7 separate regions of the Mus musculus genome follow, and regions 1, 3, 4, 5, 6 and 7 are each linked to region 2. Evidence: chromatin contacts called from public ChIA-PET, Micro-C and promoter capture Hi-C data. All regions are on one chromosome and are shown on one strand. The core of a region is the stretch at or near the end of the contact, and the rest is flanking DNA. Distances in the headings are between cores, read along the strand shown.

Region 1 (2,700 bases), core at 163-2,662, 680 kb before region 2:
ACCAAATACTGGGGGGTTGGGGCGGGGGAGAGAGAGCGACTGAGCGCTCAGAAAACAGTTTATCTAACTTGCTCTAGGAGAAAAAAGTCGGAGCTTAGGGAAGTGTGAGAGACGGGCATTTTACTTACGAGGAAGCGTGGACATGGGAGTCTCTGGACTGGACTCGGTGGATGTCCCCTTCTGTACTCGGTAGGATATGCTTTAGAGGCAGGAGTTGAGAGAAAGCAGAGATTGTACGTATCTGGCACTCGGGAGGAGGGGTTCCAGCCTCCACCTTCTAGCTATGTGTCCCATCTGGGCCCTCCTGGGGTCCAGGTTCACATTTCCTACCCTTTAGCTGTGCCCTCTCTAACTCATGCTTCCTGGCACTTCCCCACCCTCACGGGACCTCCACTTCCCTTTTTTGCATCCCACCTCCACAGGTGTCCATCGGTACCTACTAGTATTTGGTTCCTGGTGTTAGGTTTGTCACCTGATATGCGCTGAGCCTTGTGACGGTGTAGCCAGACCCACTGTCCACCACGCTCACAAGCTCCCTGCGCCCGCGACATGGAGGCACCACAAAGTCTGACTTAACCACTGAGGGGAAATAGGAGTGAAAGGCAAGATCAGATTTCTAGCAGTCCACTCTTGTAGAACGGGCAGCTCTTGGGTATCGTTAAGAGGGGTTACGACGAGTAGAATAAATGGGTACAAGGGAGGTCTACCTTTGCTGTCGTTGGCTCTCCGGACCATCAATGTGGCATTACCTCCCGTGAGGTGACATGGGGGCAAGGCAATTAACAGGCTTTCTGTTAGCGCCGGAGACAGCAGACCAGAGAGGCTTGAGATGTTGAAGTCTGTTAGGGAGCCGAGAGGGAACTCAGGAGTTAGCCCCCTCTTAACTCAGAGCTGGCGGGGTGGGTGGGTGGTCATTGCTAAGGGTGCAGAGACAGAAGAGGAGCGTGTGGATCTGACCACCAGATGGCAGGCTTGAGCTGCAGATGGTGGGTACGCCGCGCTGTTTGGGAGCCAGACTAGACCATGGCACCCAGACTAGACCATGGCACCCAGTCAGTCCCCAGTCTCGCCCAACTCACACAAACCTTGGACACTTACCCAAATTTCTTGACTCCTGGATCTGGAAGAAGCCCAGGAATTTGTCACCTGATCCCTACCACTAGTAACTCTCAACCCCAACCAGCTAGACCAACATTCTGTCCTTGAGAGCCCTGGGGAGACAATGCTCCCTGTCTAGCGCTCTGAAACCCTCCTCGCTCCCACCAGCAATAGAGACCTGCAGTCCCCGGAGCCAGGACAGCCAGCAGAATCAGGATCAGGGGCAAGGTCTGGACAGGCAGTGTGGATGCCATACTGCGCTGGGAACTGGATCCTGGAACAGGTGCTGACAGGCTGGGGTTTCCTGGGGCCAATGAGGCCCTGCCCCAGGATAGCTGATTTTGTCTCGGAGTGGGAGGGGCTGCTGGGAATCCAGTCCAACTTGCCCCTTGGGCACTGTAGCCTCAGGGAGGGGCCCCAGACAGGTTTTTCAGGCTGGGGAGCTGGCCCTCGGGCCTAAAGGGGGATGCTCTGGCTGGGTCCTGGCAGCTTAGTTAGCTGCAGGGGAGTATGGCTCTTTCTGGAACTCCCGCGACTGAAGGACAGAGTTCCTCTGTCTGAGTGTCTGCCTCCTGGACTGTAGAGGGTGCTGTCTCCAAGGAGGTAGGCGTTTTCCTAGGAGAGCCATGAGTTCTAAAATTGCCCTGGTGTGTAGGTGTAGGAAAAGCCCCAAGGGTTGAAAGGGCTTTGGCTAGTAAGGATGGGAGAGGAGGGGGTTGGTTAGGTAGGGTGGGGATAGCAGAGCCTGAGATCCAATTCTAGTATTTAACTGAGGCCTAAGAAACTGCGACTCTGGGAGAAGCGGAGGGTATCAGTGTGAGCCTTCAGATTTCTCCAGAAGGTGGAGACAAGGGAAGTTAGTGAAGGCTTCCAGGTAAACGCAGGTCCAGTCCAGCAAGGCTAGTGGGCAGTGGAGTAGATACAAACAGACTTGGACAGCAAGCGGTTGTGCAACGGGTAGCGAGTAAAGCAGGAAAACCTTAGGAAACAAGACCAGGGGCTGGGCGATGGTGGCGAATGCCTTTAATCCCAGCACTTGGGAGGAAGGTGGATTTCTGAGTTTGAGGCCAGCCTGGTCTACAGAGTGAGTTCCAGGACAGCTAGGGCTACAAAGAGAAACCTTATGTTAAAAAAAAAAAAAAAAAAAAGCAAAAACAAAAACAAAGCAAAAAGTAGCAACAACAAAACCCTTCAAGACAAAAACAATCCTGTAACCAGGAGCAGAGGAGGTGGAGGGCTGGGGTGTGGCTCAGCGGTGGACTGTGTGCAGGTCGCTCTGGGGTTCGATGCCTGGGACAACAGTTGGGGAAGAAACACCATCAGCAGCCACAGCTCCTCTGGTTCTCTCCTGCCCCAGGCTAACTGGGAGAACTGATGGAGGTTCTCCAGCCATGGACGAGTGACGTGGCCCCACTCAGTCACCTCTCCTCTAGACGCTGGCCAGGGGGCTCTGCATGCCCTCCTGAAAGGCACTGCTTTTTATAGATGCAGAACCTGAGACTCAGGTTGTCACTGCAAAGTGGCTGCAGGGGTGTGGGTGTCTCAGCTAGGTGAACTCGATAGGACCTGAGCTCAGACCGTCAGGGTCTGCTCCAGGAACCA
Region 2 (2,700 bases), core at 149-2,648:
ACACAAGTCTCAATGTAGGTAATAAATCAGGATAGAGGCGTGGTGGAGAACACCTTTCATCCCAGCACTCAGGAAGGGGAAGAAGAGGCAGGGCGATCTCTGAGTTCCAGGACAGTTTGGCCTACAGGGCTACACAGAGAACTCCTGTCTCAAAACCACCACCACTACAGCAATGACAGCAGGAACAGCAACTCAGGATCATTAAGTAAAGTTTATCTCCCATCCTCGGCCTCTGACTGCTTTTCCATGGTGGCCTAGAAGATGGGATTTCTTTTCAGACTCTTCCCCAGTCATCTTGCTTTTGTGACTGGTCCTGCAGCGACTGGGGTTCCACTCAGGAACCACCCACCTGCTTATCAAACTTATCCAAGAGGAGTCCAACTCAGCAACCCCTAGGGGAAACACTAGATTCTTGGATCCCCAGAACCCTTTAGAACTCAGAGGAGGTGTGTTCCCTGGACTCATGGGCTAGCATGAGGTCCCCTAAAACTAGGAGCCCAGGGCTGCCCTCCCTGTTGCCTAGCATTGAGGATGATGCTATTTTGCATCAGGAGGTAAATATCATGGGGTCACCATCCAGCAGACAGCAGAATTCTCCAGAAAAGTTGTGTGCTTTGTTCAGAGTTCTCCAGCAGCAAACACAGGGCATCAGAGCTGTTCAACTACCATGACAACCAACGAAGCAAAAGAAAACAAGGTTCTCCCCGCAGACAGTTAACATTCTGTATACAACCTCAATGGTCTCTTATGGCGCTGAAGCCTTTCAGGAACTCCGGGTTGGAAGATGGGTGGAGGGTGTGGCGAGGTGGAGGGTGTATTTCCAAGGTTTAACTGGTCTCCGGACAGTGAGGAGGATTTGTCCTGGAGGGTAGCTTGAGTAGTTGACTAGAGGTCTTGAGGGGGGACCTTCTTGGTGTTTACGGTTGCCTCCCCACCCCCGCCTCCCCGCGCTGGGGGCAAAGCACGCTGTCTCCAAGTGACTGCCTGCCAACCCTCTAAGAAGCAAAGAGTCTGTGCAGAAATGGGTTGGTGGGCGGCGTGCAGGAGACTTTGCAGGGGAAACTAGGTTTGCCACAGCCTAAAAGCCATCCGCAGAGCGAATGAGCGGCGCGGCTGGAGGCGACGCGTGTTGGTTCAGGGCTGTACCGGTCGTCCGCAGCGGGCAAGCCGGCACACGCCCACCGGCTGCGGCAGCGCCCGCTGCGGATGTCCTCCCGGCGGTCCCCGGAGAGGCAGCCGCTGCCCTTACTCGTGTTCTCTGAGCGGAACAAAAACAGCCTTCCAACAAACCTAAAAGCTCCACCTCTACTCCCCCGTGAACTCTTCTCCTAATTGGCAGCTCGGCGCTTGGGATGATGCGGGCGTCTGCGGGCTGGCCCTGCAGTGCCAAGCCGCAGCATTCCCGTCCCGCTGGAGAGGAAGAGGGCTGCCCAGGCTGGACCCTACGGCCGTGATACACGGCGCAACGGGCACTGTGCGAAACCGACGGGGACGCCGCCCCTCCTGCGGCTGGAGCGCTTCCAGAGCAGAGGCGCATCGCAGTGCCGCTCGCCCCGGCGTCCTCCCTTCAGCTCCGGCTCCTCCTCCCCCTTCCAGCCCCGGCTCCTGCAGCCGGCTCCAAGAGGCGGCGGGCGCGCCTCCCCCTCCTTGGTCTCCCCCTCGTCTCGCTCTCTCGCGGCTAACTTTCCGGAGCCCCGACCCGCGGCTCGGAGCTCCCCTGGCAGCTGCGGGGCCCACAGACGACCTCGGGTGGAGAGCCCGGCTGTCCCCACTATTCCATCCCAAGCCCCCGGAGCGCTCCAGAGAGAACAGGACCATGTCCCGGGCTGGGAACCGAGGCAATACTCAGGCGAGATGGCTGGGCACTGGGCTTTTGGGTAAGATAGCCCCAGCTTTGTCATTTCTCTCTCTCGCCTCTTTCTTAACCCCACCCCATCCTGAAGGAGGTGAAGAGAAGTGCCTTAGACAAGGTGGCACCAAATGATTGGGATGCCGGTCTTCCTCCGGACCCTTAGCTTTAAGACTATGTTCCCTGGGAACCTTGTGCATTTTCCCCAACCCCTGCCACCCGGGCAGTGAGTTTCTTGCTTTCTTTGATGCCTTTTGGAGCTAGGTGTTGGAGCTGCAGCAGGGAAATCCTCCTGAGACCGGAGTTAAGGCATGCTGGTGGGGTGGGGGCTGGGGTGTCTACTGCCTTGAGTGTGGGGGCTCCAGGGAGTTTGCAGGTGTAGCGGTGTCTGCCGCTCTTGCCTAGTACTATTGACTTGCTTGCTTCCCTGGCAGCAGGAAATGCTCCAATGGGGGACGAGGGTCTCCCTCCCGACTCTTCGCCAGGTTCTCCCCACTTCTTCCTTTCTGGTGTCCATTGCCACTCTTTCAAATGCTGGAAGGACTTAGAAGAACCCAGAGGACCACTCAAAGGCCACCTTTTCAGAAGGTCCTTGTCCCTCTTCCTTTAAAGGGTTTCTTTGGGGAAAGACCTGTTTGGCTTGCTACTGGCTTTTCATTTTGGGGAAGGCTGGGAAGAGAGAGGAGTCAGGCCCAGAGGACACAGAGGGTATAGACTCTTATGGCTATCTATTAATATTCACATGATGGTTTTGAGTGTCAAACTCCAAGAGATTAAGCAATGGTATTTATTAGTCCAGACCAGAATCTAATCTTCTACACAGCCTGACTTCCAATGTAAGCTGACTCCGT
Region 3 (2,700 bases), core at 128-2,627, 900 kb before region 2:
ACTTTACAGAAGAGGAACCTAGGCCCAGAGAGGAACCAAAGAAAACCAAATTTACTCCGGAGGAAATAACACCATTCACTTACATGCCGGGGCCTCCTAATCACATTTATCTGCAGTAGGAATGTTGAAAAAAATAATAACTGTGGTAAGAGTTAAGGAAACAGAGCACTGACTTCCAACAAAATGTTAAGACAAGATTGTGTATTCACGTTTAAGTACTGGGGCCAACTACAAGACTACATTATACAGGCTCAACTGTAAGGAAGTAAGATTCTCCTGATTGACAGACTTAAAGGGCTAACCATAGGCAACCCCACCCCCGCACCTGATTTTATAATGGCTATCAAAGGGGTCTTAAATAATAAGCAGGTAGGCCCGTTACAAAAATCAAACACTACAGCCCAGCGAAAAGCACCGAGAGCAAGCAGGAAGTTCTGTAGAAGTCAGACTATTAATTCAGCACGCTCAGTCAGTCCACCTTTCGAAAGATAATGGTTCTAACCAGAACTTGTGGTTTAACCAGTGCCTATCTCAGCAGCAGCGATGGATTACATCCAACACTTTGCAAGACAAAAACTTAAGCCATCCTTAGCGGAGAAGGGAAGTTCCTTCCTTCCCTGCCCCCATTTAAACCCACCTCTTTTTCTTTGATCTGTGTGCTACATCTTAATGAGAAAAAACTATAAGCTCACCCTGACCGCAGTCAGCCGGGCCGCCTCCTGAACCCAAGTCCCTCACCCAGGGCGACTCCTCTTCCAAACCCGGAGCCGTAGCCGGCAGATCCAACACACATCCCACCCCCAGCACCCCAGGCCCACCTCCCGGGGCTCACTCGACGACCCACATCCCCAAGCTCCGCACCCCCATCGCACTTCCGCCCGGGTGGCGCGGTGACCAGCCCTCCCCCAGCCCCCACCCCATCTTTGTCTGGCTCCCCCACACCTCAACGTTCCCAACTGCCAACGGCAGCCCTCCCTGGCGCCCCACCGCCCACGCCCACCCGGCGCCGCGCGCGCCCGCAGGCCGCTCACCTTGTCCATGAGCTTCCAGCACTTCTCCACCATCTTCTTGTCCACCGTGCAGGGAGGGTGCGGGCTGAGGTGGTGGTGGTGGTGGTGCGGCTGGAAGGCGTCCTTCATGAGCCCGATCAGGCCGCCCGCTCCCGAGCCCCCAGAGCCGCCGCCGCCGGCGCCCGAGCTCTTCTTCACGTTGCCGGCCATGGCCAGCGGAGGGTCGGGAGCCCGCTCGGCCGCGAGCGAGGGAATGGAGCCGGGCGAGAAGGAGGGGCCTCTCCGGCAACCACCGCCGGCGCTCGCAGCCCAGGGAGTGAGAGGGAGGCGCCCGCCCTGAGGCGCGCCCCTGCGCGGGCGCGAGCGCGGCCGGCGCAACGCGGGGGCGCGCGCCGGAGACGGGCAAGCACGGCACGCCGCGGCGACCCCCAACGCGCGCACGAGCTCGCGTGCACCCGCGTGCCCCGCGGCTCCCGGAAAGCCTCGACCAAGTTTCCGCGCCCACTGCTCCCGCCCTGACCCACTGGGACGGGCGGGGCGGAGCCCAAAGAAAACTCAGTGCCTGCGCCCTCTGCTGGAGAAGAGAGGAATGGAAGGAAAGAGGTGGGGTCCAAGGTAGAACCTGCGCACTAGGCAGAAGAGAAGCCTGGCCGTCCATGTTCGTTGTGGCCTGGGCTTGTTGCCTCCGGGAGTTGAGTCATGGCTGTGCTCGGATTAAGACGGGTAGGGATGGAAGGAGTCTTCTAAATGTGGATATTGAGCTTCGAGTTATCTGCCTCATCTTGTGGAAAGATGGAAAAAGAAAGCCAAAGTTCGTTTTCTTCCCCTTAGTGTTTTTATTTTTGTGGTGATTGGAATTGAACCTACGACCTCACACATCCTAGACAAGTACCCCACCTTGAGCTATATCCCTATTCCACCATCTTGTTTCACCATGTAGCCCTGGCTGCCTTGGAACTCGCTGTGTAGACCAGGGTGGCTCTGAACTCACAGAGATTCACATGCCTCTACCTCCCGAGCGCAGGGATTAAAAATCGCCTTGGTATTTATAACCCTCAAAGGTTGGGAATTCAGTTGCTGCAGCTTTTTGCAGACTAAGTCACATAAAGGTTTAAGGTTAAGGACACTCGCGTCTCACGCGCTTCTTCCAGACTTTTTAACCTTTTTAAAACAAGTAACTTCCTTTTGATCTTTTTCTTTCTGAAGAGCAATTCCTTTTCTGGGAACTGAATATGTACTTTAAAGATATTCTATTGCTCAGCGGAATGCGCTGGCGGCACGAGGCCCCGCCCACAGAGGCTGTGAGCCACTTGCATGGAGGGAACAGAAATTCAGCTCCCGGACACCTTCACTTCCCTAATCTTCAGACTTCACTAGAAGTACTTTGAAAATAGGAACTTCTTTTCCAAAGAAGAAGAAAGTACCCAACCTTGGTTTGCTAATATTTTTTTAGCTCCAAAACCATTTGGTGACATTAAGTACTCAGTTCTGCCACCAAGCCTTTGGCTGGTAGGTTGTTGAACTTGTCCAGTACTTGAAGAAAGAAAACAGTCTCTGAACACCAGAATTATTCAGTCCCACAACTTTGGGTTGCAAATCAGTCATTTTTTTTTTTTTTTTTCGAGACAGGGTTTCTCTGTGTAGTCCTGGCTGACCTGGAACTCACTCTGTAGACCAGGCTGGCCTCGAA
Region 4 (2,700 bases), core at 66-2,565, 720 kb before region 2:
CCCTAGTCCTGGGGTTACATATGTGGACCATCACACTCCCTCAGAACTCCCCAATTTAAAGAAGCTCTCGTGGGGCTGGTGAGATGGCTCACCCGACTGCTCTTCCGAAGGTCCGGAGTTCAAATCCCAGCAACCACATGTTGGCTCACAACCATCCGTAACGAGATCTGACTCCCTCTTCTGGAGTGTCTGAAGACAGCTACAGTGTACTTACATATAATAAATAAATAAATAAATAAATCTAAAAAAAAAAAAAAAAAAAAAAAAGAATGGCATAAAAAAAACCACTTTAAAAAAAAAAAAAAGAAGCTCTTGTGCCTGACAAAGACCTGGATAACTCACGAACACGTAACTCACCGTGCATAATCCTGGGGGGAGATCAGAAACTTCTCTTTCATCTGGGCATTGGCCTTGTTCTCCCACCAGAATTTGTTGGTGGCTTTCTTGTGCTCTGGGCTGAGAATGGAGAGAAAGAGTAATCGTAGCTAGTCATTAAGAGAGTAAAACTGTACCGAATGTCAGAGCACTAGGTAAGTAATGCAGATTGGCCATTGGGTTGCTTCTGTGGGCTTGGCAGAGAGAAGAGGATTGTTTATACCAACCTCTTCAAGACCTCTATCTTGGGACTCCTTTCTTCCAATAAAGTGTGTGGTGGTGGTGAGAGGAGAGCAACCTGGCTTTTCTAGAAAGATCACCCACACCACTGGGACCGTGGAAGGGCTAAGATCCACTAAACTCCACGGTTGGCCAGGTAGTTCAGTCCATAACCCAACTAAGTCACAAAGTCGACCTTCCTTCTCCCCAATTTCAACTTCCCATGCCACACGTGTGTACAACTCTCTGTCTGTACGGGGGAGGTGGGTGTTTTCCAGTTGTCACCTGGCCAGATGTTCCAGCAGACCCCCGTGTAGCACTGTCAGGTTGCCATGGCTCAGGTGTTTTCGCACTTCGCAGCCACAGCACGGGCACCAACAGCACCGATCGTGCTCGGGGACATAGCGCTCCACCTGGGCGGCGCGGACGGCCCGGCGGGCGGCCTCCACCTGCAGGACAGAAGCCAGCTAGGACCCTGAAACCAGCCCACATTCCTGGCCTCCCCAGCCCCGGGTCCGCACCTGCGGTAGAAGCCGCTCCAGAGCCCCCTTCAACTGCCGCTGGTGCTTGTGGCTGTAGACGTGACCGCGACCACAGAAGAAAGTTTGCCGACACAGAGGACATCGCTGCGGTGGCGCCATAGACCCAGGACCCGGGAACACCCACACAGCGGCGGCTCGTCACCACCCACTGACCCCTGACCCTTCCGGGCCGGACGGGGCGGGGCGACCTAGGAGCTCCCGGTTCCCCTAGAGGCAGTAGGCGCTATTGCAATCCGTTCTGCGGCTGCGCGGAATATTCACTCCGGGCCCCCACCTCCCACGCACCCGCAGAAAACCCGGCAGCTTGTGAAAGAACGAGAAAGAATGCACGCCAGTTAGGACCTCAGATCGCACACTTTCAGGCGTTGACAAAGACCCAGTTTAGCGTAACAACGCAGAACTGGTAATTTCAGGGCGCACACTGTGACCCCGTGCTTTGTGCTAATGACCTCACCGAATCCTCACGTCGATGCTTTGTGGTGTGAGATTATTGGCATTTTACACATGGGAAAAAAAAAATCTACTCCTGAAGAAATGAGGACCTCTGAGGAAAGCTAGAGAGGTGTATTAAGCAGCCCCTCCAGCTTCCCTGAGACCTGCAGGGGTCTAAGTCACTGTGATATTCTTTTTTTTTTTTTGGTTTTTCGAGGAAGGGTCCTGGAGCTCACTTTGTAGACCAGTCTGGCCTCGAAATCAGAAATCCGCCTGGCTCTGCCTCCCAAGTGCTGGGGTTAAAGGCGTGTGCCACCACTGCCCGGCAGACTGTGATATTCTTAATTTTCAAAGGTGTTCTGCACAAGAATATTCTCTGTAAGTCATTTCTCCGAGCATTGGCTGGGAAATCTAATTCTGAAAACTTGAATGGTTACAGTGAATCATGCTCTATCGCCATTACAAGAATAATGTCATACGCCGCCCAGGTCAGACCCAATATGTTTTTCCCCATTTGTTCCAAAGTTGCTCAAAGCAGTCTGCTCCCAAGGTCTCTGCAATTAAGCTTACTTGATAGTATTTTCCTGCCAGTCTCCTCTACCAAATGCTCATTTCCCACCTGAACTTGGCTTGTGTGAAACAAAACCCAGCATCTTTACAATTAAGTTCCTTGAGTGGCCAGGTTTCCAGCGCCTGCATATACAGGTAGTCAAGCCCCACCCGGCAGGAAGGAAAAAAAAATCCTGTATTAGGCTTCAAAATCCTACCAATCCCTGAGTTTGTCCCAAAAAAATCAGACTATAGAATTCCACCAATCACTGAGTTTACCCTAAAAACATGCCACAGAATTCCACCAATCACTGAGCTTGCTCCTAGAGCAGGTCACAAAATTCCACCAATCCAGGAGTTTGCCCAAGATCAGACCATAAAATCCCACCAATCAAAAACTACCCTGGAAAGTGCCCCGCCAATCCCATTCTATATTATGCTTGCCTCGTATGTGGTTCCTTGCTGCTTTTTGCCTGGGTAGAGACGATCTTTTTCTTGTATCTTTCCCAATGCATCTCTTGTGTGAGGCGGTACTTTGTAGGATCCCTAGGCTCCCGACGACTGAACTTGGATCTTCGCAACA
Region 5 (2,700 bases), core at 173-2,672, 800 kb before region 2:
GTCCGCTAGTTGGACTTTGCCTAGGGCTTTCATCTTGCCTTGCCCTCCCTTTCTGTCCCATCTGCAGCCTCACCAGGTGGGCTTGTAGCCTCTATTATGCAAATATTCGTAGCTCAGCTTTCAGAGCGCTAACTCTAAAGGAATTCACCTGAGCCTTGAGAGAGAACCTGGGCTAGGGCTAGAGTTAGGGCTACATACTCCAAGGTGACCTCACATTTGACTATCAAATGAAGTGTTGTGATTGGGAAGCGTAGAGGCAGGGCCATGTGCTCAGAACGGTGACAATAAAGGACTGCCTTTTACTTGTTCCTCTAGTGTAGCATCCCCTCCCTCTGTCCTTTTTAACCTTCGTGGTGCTTCAGGAGTGAACACCGGGGCTTCCTTATACTTAACTGCTCTACCACTGAACTATATGCCAAGTCTGGTATATTTATTTTTTATATAGGCATTTTAGGATAGATTGGAAGGGTTAGACCGGGTACCTTTCCCAATAGGATACCGATCTCTGTTCCATCAGACCCTTTCTTGCAAAAAAGGCCTGTCACAAACTAAGACCAGACAGAACATGTTGAATAAATATCGCAGCACAAACTTGTGATAGCATAAAAGATCACAGTGCTCCATTTTCTGGCATAGGATTAAACTCCTAGGAGGTTTCATTTCGTTTCTTTTAAACCCTCCCTCCCTTTAATCTGCACTAGGGAGGCAGAGGCAGGCTGATCTCTGAGTTCCAGGACAGGCAGGGCTACTCAGAGAAACCCTGTCTCAAACAAACAAAAGCCAGATGGTGGTGGCGCACGCCTTTAATCCTCAGGCTTGGGAGGCAGAGGCAGGCGGATCTCTGAATTCAAGGCCAGCCTGGTCTACAGAGTGAGTTCCAGGACAGCCAGGGCTACACAGAGAAACCCTGTCTCGAAAAACAAACAAACAAACCTAAAAATAATAATGAACAAATAAACCCTCCGTCTACCAGATTAGAGGAGGGAGTGGGAAGTGCTCTAACCTGGAAGGAGAACGCTGCTTATAGTGTAGACCCTTTTCCTTTAAGACCAAAGACCGACTCAAATTTCCCAGAAACTGTAGAGGTAGCTCCAAGCTCCACCCTTCTAGTCTTCAGGTTTTGTTGTCGCGCCGTAGCGTTTAAATTTCGCGCGCTCTACACGGATTGGCCATTTCCAGGGGTGAGCAGCCTCCGGCTTGCGGCCACTCCGCCTTGTCTTCTTCCCCGGGTAAAAGGTTTTCAAATTGGACCAATCACTGGGCGCGTTCTCTCAGCTAAGGCGCGTCACCGAAGGGTTAATTGCAACCAACCAGAGGTGGGTATTAAAAAAGGAACCAATCAGGAGGAAGCGGGGGCGTGTCCAGGGAGTTTATAAGGCCGGGCTTGGCCGGCCAGGCGACCGTTGACTGCGGCGGTTGGTAGTTCGTGGTCTCTCAGCGTTGTTCGCAGCTCTTCTACCTCGTACACTATGTCCGGACGCGGCAAGACCGGCGGCAAGGCCCGCGCCAAGGCCAAGTCGCGCTCTTCACGCGCCGGCCTTCAGTTCCCTGTAGGCCGCGTACACCGGCTGCTGCGGAAAGGCCACTACGCCGAGCGCGTGGGCGCAGGCGCGCCGGTGTACCTGGCAGCGGTGCTCGAGTACCTCACTGCCGAGATCCTGGAGCTGGCGGGCAACGCGGCCCGCGACAACAAGAAGACGCGCATCATCCCGCGCCACCTGCAGCTGGCCATCCGCAACGACGAGGAGCTCAACAAGCTGCTGGGCGGCGTGACCATCGCGCAGGGCGGCGTCCTGCCCAACATCCAGGCCGTGCTGCTGCCCAAGAAGAGCAGCGCCACCGTGGGGCCCAAGGCGCCGGCGGTCGGCAAGAAGGCCTCGCAGGCCTCTCAGGAGTACTGAGGGGGCCCGCGCCGAGGCCGCCCAGCCCTCCCCACACCTCCACAAAGGCCCTTTTAAGGGCCACCACCTCCCTCACAGAAAGAGCTGAGCCACTTCGGGCTGCGGCGGCTTGCCGCGTCCCCATCCTTTCTCTTTCCCTCCTCTCCCCTCCCCGCCCTCGCGCCACTCTTCCCCTTACCCCGCACGGCCTCCGGTTCTGCCACGGAGGACGCGGGCGCCGCGGCACCTGCCCATCCCGGAGCTCGTGACATCGCTTCGCCGTTCTCGGTTGTGGACGACGGCTCCGTGCGGAGAGGCTGCGGCGCCTTCCCGGAGTCTCGGCCCCTCGCTCAGACGTCCGGCCGCGGTGGGCTTGAAGGTTAGTCCCTCCGCAGCTACAGCCCCGGCGTCTTTGCTTCAGCTTGGTGCTTAGCCCTCGCCTGGACCTTTGAAAAGTGACTTGATTGCCGGGCTTAGAGGAGGAGAAATGGATCACATTGTTTCCTTCGGTGTCACCGTTGCTGGCCTCATACCAGTTGACCCTGTCGCCATTCGTAGGCCAGTGTGGTGTGGCGGGGCCAAAAATGGTTGTAATGTGAACCCAGTTTCTCTAGGAATACCTCCCGGCAAGGGTCAGAGAGACGCTTACCGGCCTGTGGACAAGAGTTCTATACCTGCCGCAGGCGACTGGCAGCCGGGCCTAGCCATCCATCCCCTCTTCCCCAGCGACTCAACTACAACCCAAACACCTAGATACCAGCACAAGCCGGTGAATCCCTGTCTGGACTGAGCCTCTGGCTTCTGAACTGGAACTTTTGCA
Region 6 (2,700 bases), core at 42-2,541, 760 kb before region 2:
TGTTGTACACAATGTTGTACAGTAGTAACGAGGGAAATCCCACTGACACAGAAAATTCTTAGTTGAAAAATAGCAAATAATTGCTTTTTTTGTTATTGTTCGAAAAATGTTACTTTTCTAGAAAGAGATATGTGTATCATAATGAGCAGGAAGTTACATATCATGCTACAGATAAGAGTGGGAGGTTGTGTCAGGGGACTTACTTTTATTTATAAATCTTTTCTCTGGGTAGCAGTGTGTGTGTTTGGTTGGTTTCGTTTTTGAGACAGAGTTTCTCTGGGTAGCCTTGGTTGTTTGTTGTGGAACTTGCTCCGTAGACCAGGATGGCCTCAAGCAGGTAGAGATCTGCTTGCCTCTGCCTCCCAAGTGCTAAGATTAAGGCCACCACCACCAGTCCGTTCCTAATCTTTACATCACATGAATACTCATTTTTTAAAAAAAGATTTATTTATTATTATATGTAAGTACACTGTCTTTAGACACACTAGAAGAGGGAGGGCATCATATCTCATTATGGGTGGTTGTGAGCCACCCACCATGTGATTGCTGGGAATTGAACTCCGTACCTTTGGAAGAGCAGTCAGTGCTCTTACCCACTGAGCCATTTCACCAGCCCGAATACTCATTTCTTTTCTTAATTTTTGAACGGTGTTGTTGATGGAATCCAGAGCCTTAACTACGCCAGACAAGAGCTGTATCTCTGAGCTATTTTCCCAGCCCTGAACCATTCCTAAGAAGAAACAATGACGGTACCAAAGGTCAAGCCAATTAAAGTCTTATTTTTTAGTTTGCAATATCGTCTCTCGTACTATTGGGGTTCAGAGTTAAAGCCAATCCGTCACAAACACGGTTTATCTCCGGCCCATCAGCGAACATCATTCTTGTGGCTTAGGTTTTTCAATGAACCCATAAAGTTGGAGTGGTCCCCTGTTATCTTGCCCAAGTCCAGGGCACACGCATGCGCCTCTTCCGCGTCGCCGCAGCGAATGCAGCTCAGTATGATTCCGTCGCGCGGATGCCCCAGGTAACCGGAAGAAGGCCAAGGACTTCGCAATCCACGAGAGCACCTGCTCCCACGCGGGGTTCCGCTAGGGTTCCGCATCGAAGCGTCCGGCACCGATGCTGGCAGAAGTCCCGCGAGGAGTAACCCGGCCGCGAACCGTGACGTGGCCCAATCCGCAGCCAGCTCTGGCAGTTTCGTCCCAACCGGTACTCAGGCCCAGCTGCGTCCTCGAGGGGCGGGGCCGCAGAGGGGCGGGTCTTCTACGTGGACCAATGGGGTCTCGCGCCGGGTCTCGTGGGCGGTGCTAAGTGCGCGGCGCAGGGCCGAGCGGCAGGGGCGCCAATGAGCGTGCGCCGCGTCCGGGGCCGGCTGGTGCGCGAGACGCCGCTGAGAGGTTGGTGGCCACTGTAACAGTTTGCAAACGAAGGGGAGTTGTGAAGGGCCCGGGGTTGGGGTCGTGCTGCTGGCCGTGTGGGTACGTCCTCGCCGCCTTGATCCCGGAGCGAAGGACACAGGAGCTGAAGGCCAGAGGGAGCGGGGGTGAGGATGGAGCAGCCGTCGGGCCGCGGCTCCTAGGGGAGGCAGCGTGCTAGCTTCGGGGGCGGGCCGGTAGCCGGAGCGAGGGCCGCACGGACACCGGTCCCTTCGGTCCTGAAGTTCAGGCGCTGAGCTGCCCCCTCGCGCTCAGGGTGGGCCTGAATCCATTTCTGGGAGTGGGATCTTCCACCTTCGTCAGGTGAGGTTTAGGTGAACATCCACCCGGCTTGTAACCTTAGCCTGCACAACGTCTGCGTAGGCAGCGTGGCCCAGGAGTGGGATGGGCAAGGAGGGTGGGCTGGACAATGCTCAGGGAATTCAGAGAAGGGGACAAACCCTTCTGTGCCAGCCATCCCCAACGTCATCACCTTCCAGTTCCTGCCCAAGCTCAACCTGGCTTTCCCGGCCACCCGGGAACCCCAGGTGTGAGGTATTTGAGCCGATTTCGAGGGTCCTGGCCAAGCTCCAGGTGTCTGACAGGTACAGTGCTGTGGTGTGCCGATTGCTTACCTGTACGTAGACCGAAAAAAGGTCAACTCTTATTTGTCTAAGTAAGTGGTGGAGGGCCCTTTTGCTTCGGCCCGAATGTGAGACACTTGGGAGGATGTTTAAAATGATTGAAACTCCTCAGGAAGGAAGAGAAGAGGTCGAGCTGCTGTGCTTTTTTGCCAAAGTGCAACAGATAAGAATCTTTGAGCTTGTCTGTTCTGGGATGTGGTTCTGTTTCCTTCTTCATTCAGCATCCAGTTACAAGTGTTTTTCCTTTCCCATTAGGGTCACAATGGCAGCCACAGTAAGAAGGCAGAGGCCAAGGAGGCTACTCTGTTGGGCCTTGGTGGCTGTCCTCTTGGCAGACCTGTTGGCACTGAGCGGTATGTACCTGGCTAAGGTGTTAAAGAAGAATGGAAGGATAAGAGGGCACAAGGTGCCTACTCGAGTTTGGGGTTGCTGGATCTAGCCTTTTTCTTTGTCTTTGCCATGGAAAGCAGGCTGCTTCCATTGATTTGCCTTAGGAAGGCAGGAGGGTGTGGGAAGCAGAGAACTGACAGAGAAACCTACATTCTGTCTTCCCTTCAGACACATTGGCTGTGATGTCTGTAGACCTGGGCAGTGAATCCATGAAGGTGGCCATTGTCAAGCCTGGAGTGCCCATGGAGATT
Region 7 (2,700 bases), core at 138-2,637, 740 kb before region 2:
ACTAGGGGTTACCGCCTCCGTCCAGGTAGGGGTGGCATGCGAAGGAGGGGCGTCAGTGAGGGCGGGACTAGAGGGCAAGTCTGGGACCTTGGGGCTCCCCTGACTTCCGACTACGCCGGAGGCTGTCCGGGTGACTGCCCTTCCGGGATGGCGACAGTTCCACGGCCCAGGGACAGCGCTCTTGCAGATGCGGTGCCCTCGTGGCTGCAGCGCACAGTCTCCGCAGCTCTCTTGCTCCTGTCCCCAGGACCCGCAGTTCCCAGCCAGGAGTCGGGTGTCCCGGGTGGCTTGAGGACACGGGGTGCTCGGCAGGTGGCAAGCGGCGCCGCCTGCCCATCCTGACTGGCAGAGCCTAGGCTGCCAGAGCGAGGGGCCTCCCGAGGCTACGTGCGGCTTCTCTCGCCTACGCCTTGTGCTCCAGCGGCTGTGCAGCGGAGCAGAAAGCTGCGGTGGCGTGCTTCGGGGACCCACAGCCCCGCAGTACGGACCCCCTACTGATGTCGCAGGGTAATAGGGATCCAGAGGCAGTTCCAAGGGGGTCTCATCCAGACCTAAGCCCTAGGCGCGCCTTCTGCGTGTCATTGCAGGGTGAACTGAGGGGCTTGTCCCCCCGTTTAATTTTGCAACTACTGCAGTTATCTCGCTCCTTACCTACTGTTGTTCCTTGCACATTTCAGTGACAGAGGCCAGCCTTAGTGGAAAAAGGAGAATGGGAAATTCCAGAAATAAACGATAGGCTTTAAGAAACTTTTACTATGGTGCCTCATTGTGTTTTACTATTTACTTACTAGGTCTAATTTATGTATCTACCTTTTATCACTGTGTGTATAAGGAAAGTGTATGCGCTGTTCCCTACCACCATGAGGAGTTCAAGAAATATATCCCCCAATGAAGGGGATACCTATTAGGAAACTGTACTCCATTGTGTGCTAAGCATTTGGTGAAGGCTCAGCAGTGGGTGTGGGGTTGTTTTTAAGGTATGTGGTTGATTGAATGAACCTGGGGGGTAGGAACCGATCTAGTGCCTTTCACAATGTCCGGCAGCCTGGCACCGCAAAGGAACCTGAGAGAATGAGAAAGTTCATTGACCAAGGGAGTAGGGCTATACTGAGAGCTTGCTCTGCTCATCCTACCCGAGCCTCCCCTGGGCTTGTGCAGACAAAAGTAATTAGGCTGAGCCTTTAATCACAGCTGGCTTCACAGGCAAGAAGACTTGGGAAAGGAGGGAAGGGCAAGCAGTCCTGGGGACCCTCTCCTCCCCCGGTTTGGCTCTCAGTAACCTGTTTTCTTGTCTCTCTCAGGACACTGGGTTCCCTGGTTGCTGCCCCAGGCTTAATGATTGTCCAGAAGGCGGCTATAAAGAGCCTGGGTGGAGGAGAGAGAAAGCGCACAGAAAAACACAGCTCAGCAGATCCAGGCACTAAAGAGAGCTAGCTGCAAGCAGGAGCAGTCAAGAATCTGTGGTCAGAAGTACTGGAGTGGGCCAGCAGGGCCAGCTTTTTCTACCATGGCAGCCCAAGGCTACGGCTACTATCGCACTGTCATATTTGCGGCCATGTTTGGAGGCTACAGCCTGTACTATTTCAACCGCAAAACCTTCTCCTTTGTCATGCCCTCCTTGGTGGATGAGATCGCTCTGGACAAGGACGATTTGGGTAAGCCATGGAAGGGCAGGGTGGTGGGCTGTGGGATACACCATTTGGAGTATGGTTTGTCCAAGCATGGGGGGTTTCAAGCTTGTATCAGGTGGAGAGGCTGAGCTCCATGTGCCTGGGTGTGGGTGTACATGTGAAACCAGTGCTTAGCCGGTGTATATGCCTGGCACCCACACGTGCCCAGGAGGTGCTACTGGGAGCGGGTAGCAAGGTTTTCACACCTGTTCGTGCATGCTGCACCTGCAGGTCACGGTGAACACTGGGAGAGTAGCACCATGATTTGATGTGTCCTGCGTGCTACCTGCCAGGGGGAATAAGATCTTTGACTCTAGAGTCCTTCGCATTCAGACGTGTTTGGGCTTTTGGCGAGCATTCAGAGTGAGGTGGGAACTGCATATTCCAGGGGTAAAGAAAGAAAGAAATCCAAGAGGCTGAGAAGGTCCAAGTCAGCCTGGGCCTGTGATGCACGGCTCAGCAGGCAGGAGAGTGTCAAATCCGGGAAGGAACCTGTCTCACCCTGCCAGGCACCTGTACACACCTGACCCCTTACCTTCCTCCGCCCCTCCTGTGCCTCTGCCCTGTCCCTAACCCCTCAGGTGTCCTGCTCCCTGCTCCCCTTCGCTGCAGGGCTCATCACAAGCAGCCAGTCGGCAGCCTACGCCATCAGCAAGTTTGTGAGCGGGGTTCTGTCAGATCAGATGAGCGCCCGCTGGCTCTTCTCCTCTGGGCTGCTCCTGGTTGGTCTGGTCAACGTAGTCTTCTCATGGAGCTCCACAGTGTCAGCCTTTGCTGCTCTTTGGTTTCTTAATGGTCTGGCACAGGGGCTGGGCTGGCCCCCCTGTGGGAAGATCCTGAGGAAGGTGAGTGCATCTGATGAGCCTGAGGGGGAGGGCACCCAGTGGGCACTTGGGAGCACCTCTTCTTACACAACCCTTCCACCCCTAACCCATAGCAGGTTCCTTAGGAGTTCCCTGCCAGCTCCTGCTGCTGTTGGGATATTTTAGGAGCCTGAGGGTGGTGGGATCGGGTGGCAGACGAGGGACTG

The links. Promoter capture Hi-C pulls out the DNA fragments that hold promoters and counts their contacts. A called contact is a pair of places that touch in the nucleus more often than the background predicts. ChIA-PET counts read pairs in DNA pulled down with a chosen protein or histone mark.
Region 1: a contact with region 2 is called in a Micro-C map of embryonic stem cells, with 4 times the contacts expected there. The contact joins the promoter of Upk2 here to the promoter of Scn4b in region 2. A contact is called at or near these places in 5 of 39 promoter capture datasets (embryonic stem cells, liver, pre-B cells and 1 more), 2 of 15 datasets of contacts at CTCF or cohesin (embryonic stem cells and stem cell-derived epiblast-like cells), 9 of 484 Hi-C or Micro-C datasets (the HL-1 cell line, the N1E-115 cell line, cerebellum and 4 more) and 1 of 115 datasets of contacts at active chromatin or transcription factors (stem cell-derived neural progenitor cells).
Region 3: a contact with region 2 is called in an RNA polymerase II ChIA-PET map of memory CD8 T cells, with 8 read pairs. The contact joins the promoter of Cbl here to the promoter of Scn4b in region 2.
Region 4: a promoter capture Hi-C map of pre-B cells shows a contact between it and region 2, with 4 times the contacts expected there. The contact joins the promoter of Ccdc84 here to the promoter of Scn4b in region 2. A contact is called at or near these places in 2 of 39 promoter capture datasets (hippocampal neurons and pre-B cells).
Region 5: a contact with region 2 is called in an RNA polymerase II ChIA-PET map of memory CD8 T cells, with 12 read pairs. The contact joins the promoter of H2ax here to the promoter of Scn4b in region 2. A contact is called at or near these places in 1 of 39 promoter capture datasets (pre-B cells) and 1 of 115 datasets of contacts at active chromatin or transcription factors (memory CD8 T cells).
Region 6: a contact with region 2 is called in an RNA polymerase II ChIA-PET map of memory CD8 T cells, with 5 read pairs. The contact joins the promoter of Hyou1 here to the promoter of Scn4b in region 2. A contact is called at or near these places in 1 of 39 promoter capture datasets (pre-B cells) and 1 of 115 datasets of contacts at active chromatin or transcription factors (memory CD8 T cells).
Region 7: a contact with region 2 is called in a promoter capture Hi-C map of pre-B cells, with 3 times the contacts expected there. The contact joins the promoter of Slc37a4 here to the promoter of Scn4b in region 2. A contact is called at or near these places in 2 of 39 promoter capture datasets (hippocampal neurons and pre-B cells).

What each region holds. Positions count from the first base shown.
Region 1 is chr9:44,453,355-44,456,054 of GRCm38.p6, forward strand. It overlaps Upk2 (uroplakin 2), which reads right to left and starts at 1,413. Exons shown (of 5, transcript NM_009476.2): 1 at 1,277-1,413; 2 at 708-839; 3 at 441-579; 4 at 129-199. The coding sequence starts at 1,352.
Region 2 is chr9:45,137,226-45,139,925 of GRCm38.p6, forward strand. It overlaps Scn4b (sodium channel, type IV, beta), which reads left to right and starts at 1,399. Exons shown (of 5, transcript NM_001013390.3): 1 at 1,399-1,877. The coding sequence starts at 1,817.
Region 3 is chr9:44,232,669-44,235,368 of GRCm38.p6, forward strand. It overlaps Cbl (Casitas B-lineage lymphoma), which reads right to left and starts at 1,378. Exons shown (of 16, transcript NM_007619.2): 1 at 1,032-1,378. The coding sequence starts at 1,220.
Region 4 is chr9:44,416,754-44,419,453 of GRCm38.p6, forward strand. It overlaps Ccdc84 (coiled-coil domain containing 84), which reads right to left and starts at 1,316. Exons shown (of 11, transcript NM_201372.4): 1 at 1,116-1,316; 2 at 880-1,043; 3 at 358-456. The coding sequence starts at 1,235.
Region 5 is chr9:44,333,293-44,335,992 of GRCm38.p6, forward strand. It overlaps H2ax (H2A.X variant histone), which reads left to right and starts at 1,423. Exons shown (of 1, transcript NM_010436.2): 1 at 1,423-2,700. The coding sequence starts at 1,470. The coding sequence ends at 1,901. It overlaps Dpagt1 (dolichyl-phosphate (UDP-N-acetylglucosamine) acetylglucosaminephosphotransferase 1 (GlcNAc-1-P transferase)), which reads left to right. Exons shown (of 9, transcript NM_007875.3): 9 at 1-603.
Region 6 is chr9:44,378,199-44,380,898 of GRCm38.p6, forward strand. Hyou1 (hypoxia up-regulated 1) reads left to right here and starts at 1,292. Exons shown (of 26, transcript NM_021395.4): 1 at 1,292-1,397; 2 at 2,315-2,412; 3 at 2,618-2,700. The coding sequence starts at 2,322.
Region 7 is chr9:44,396,967-44,399,666 of GRCm38.p6, forward strand. Slc37a4 (solute carrier family 37 (glucose-6-phosphate transporter), member 4) reads left to right here and starts at 1,388. Exons shown (of 8, transcript NM_008063.3): 1 at 1,388-1,655; 2 at 2,283-2,515. The coding sequence starts at 1,508.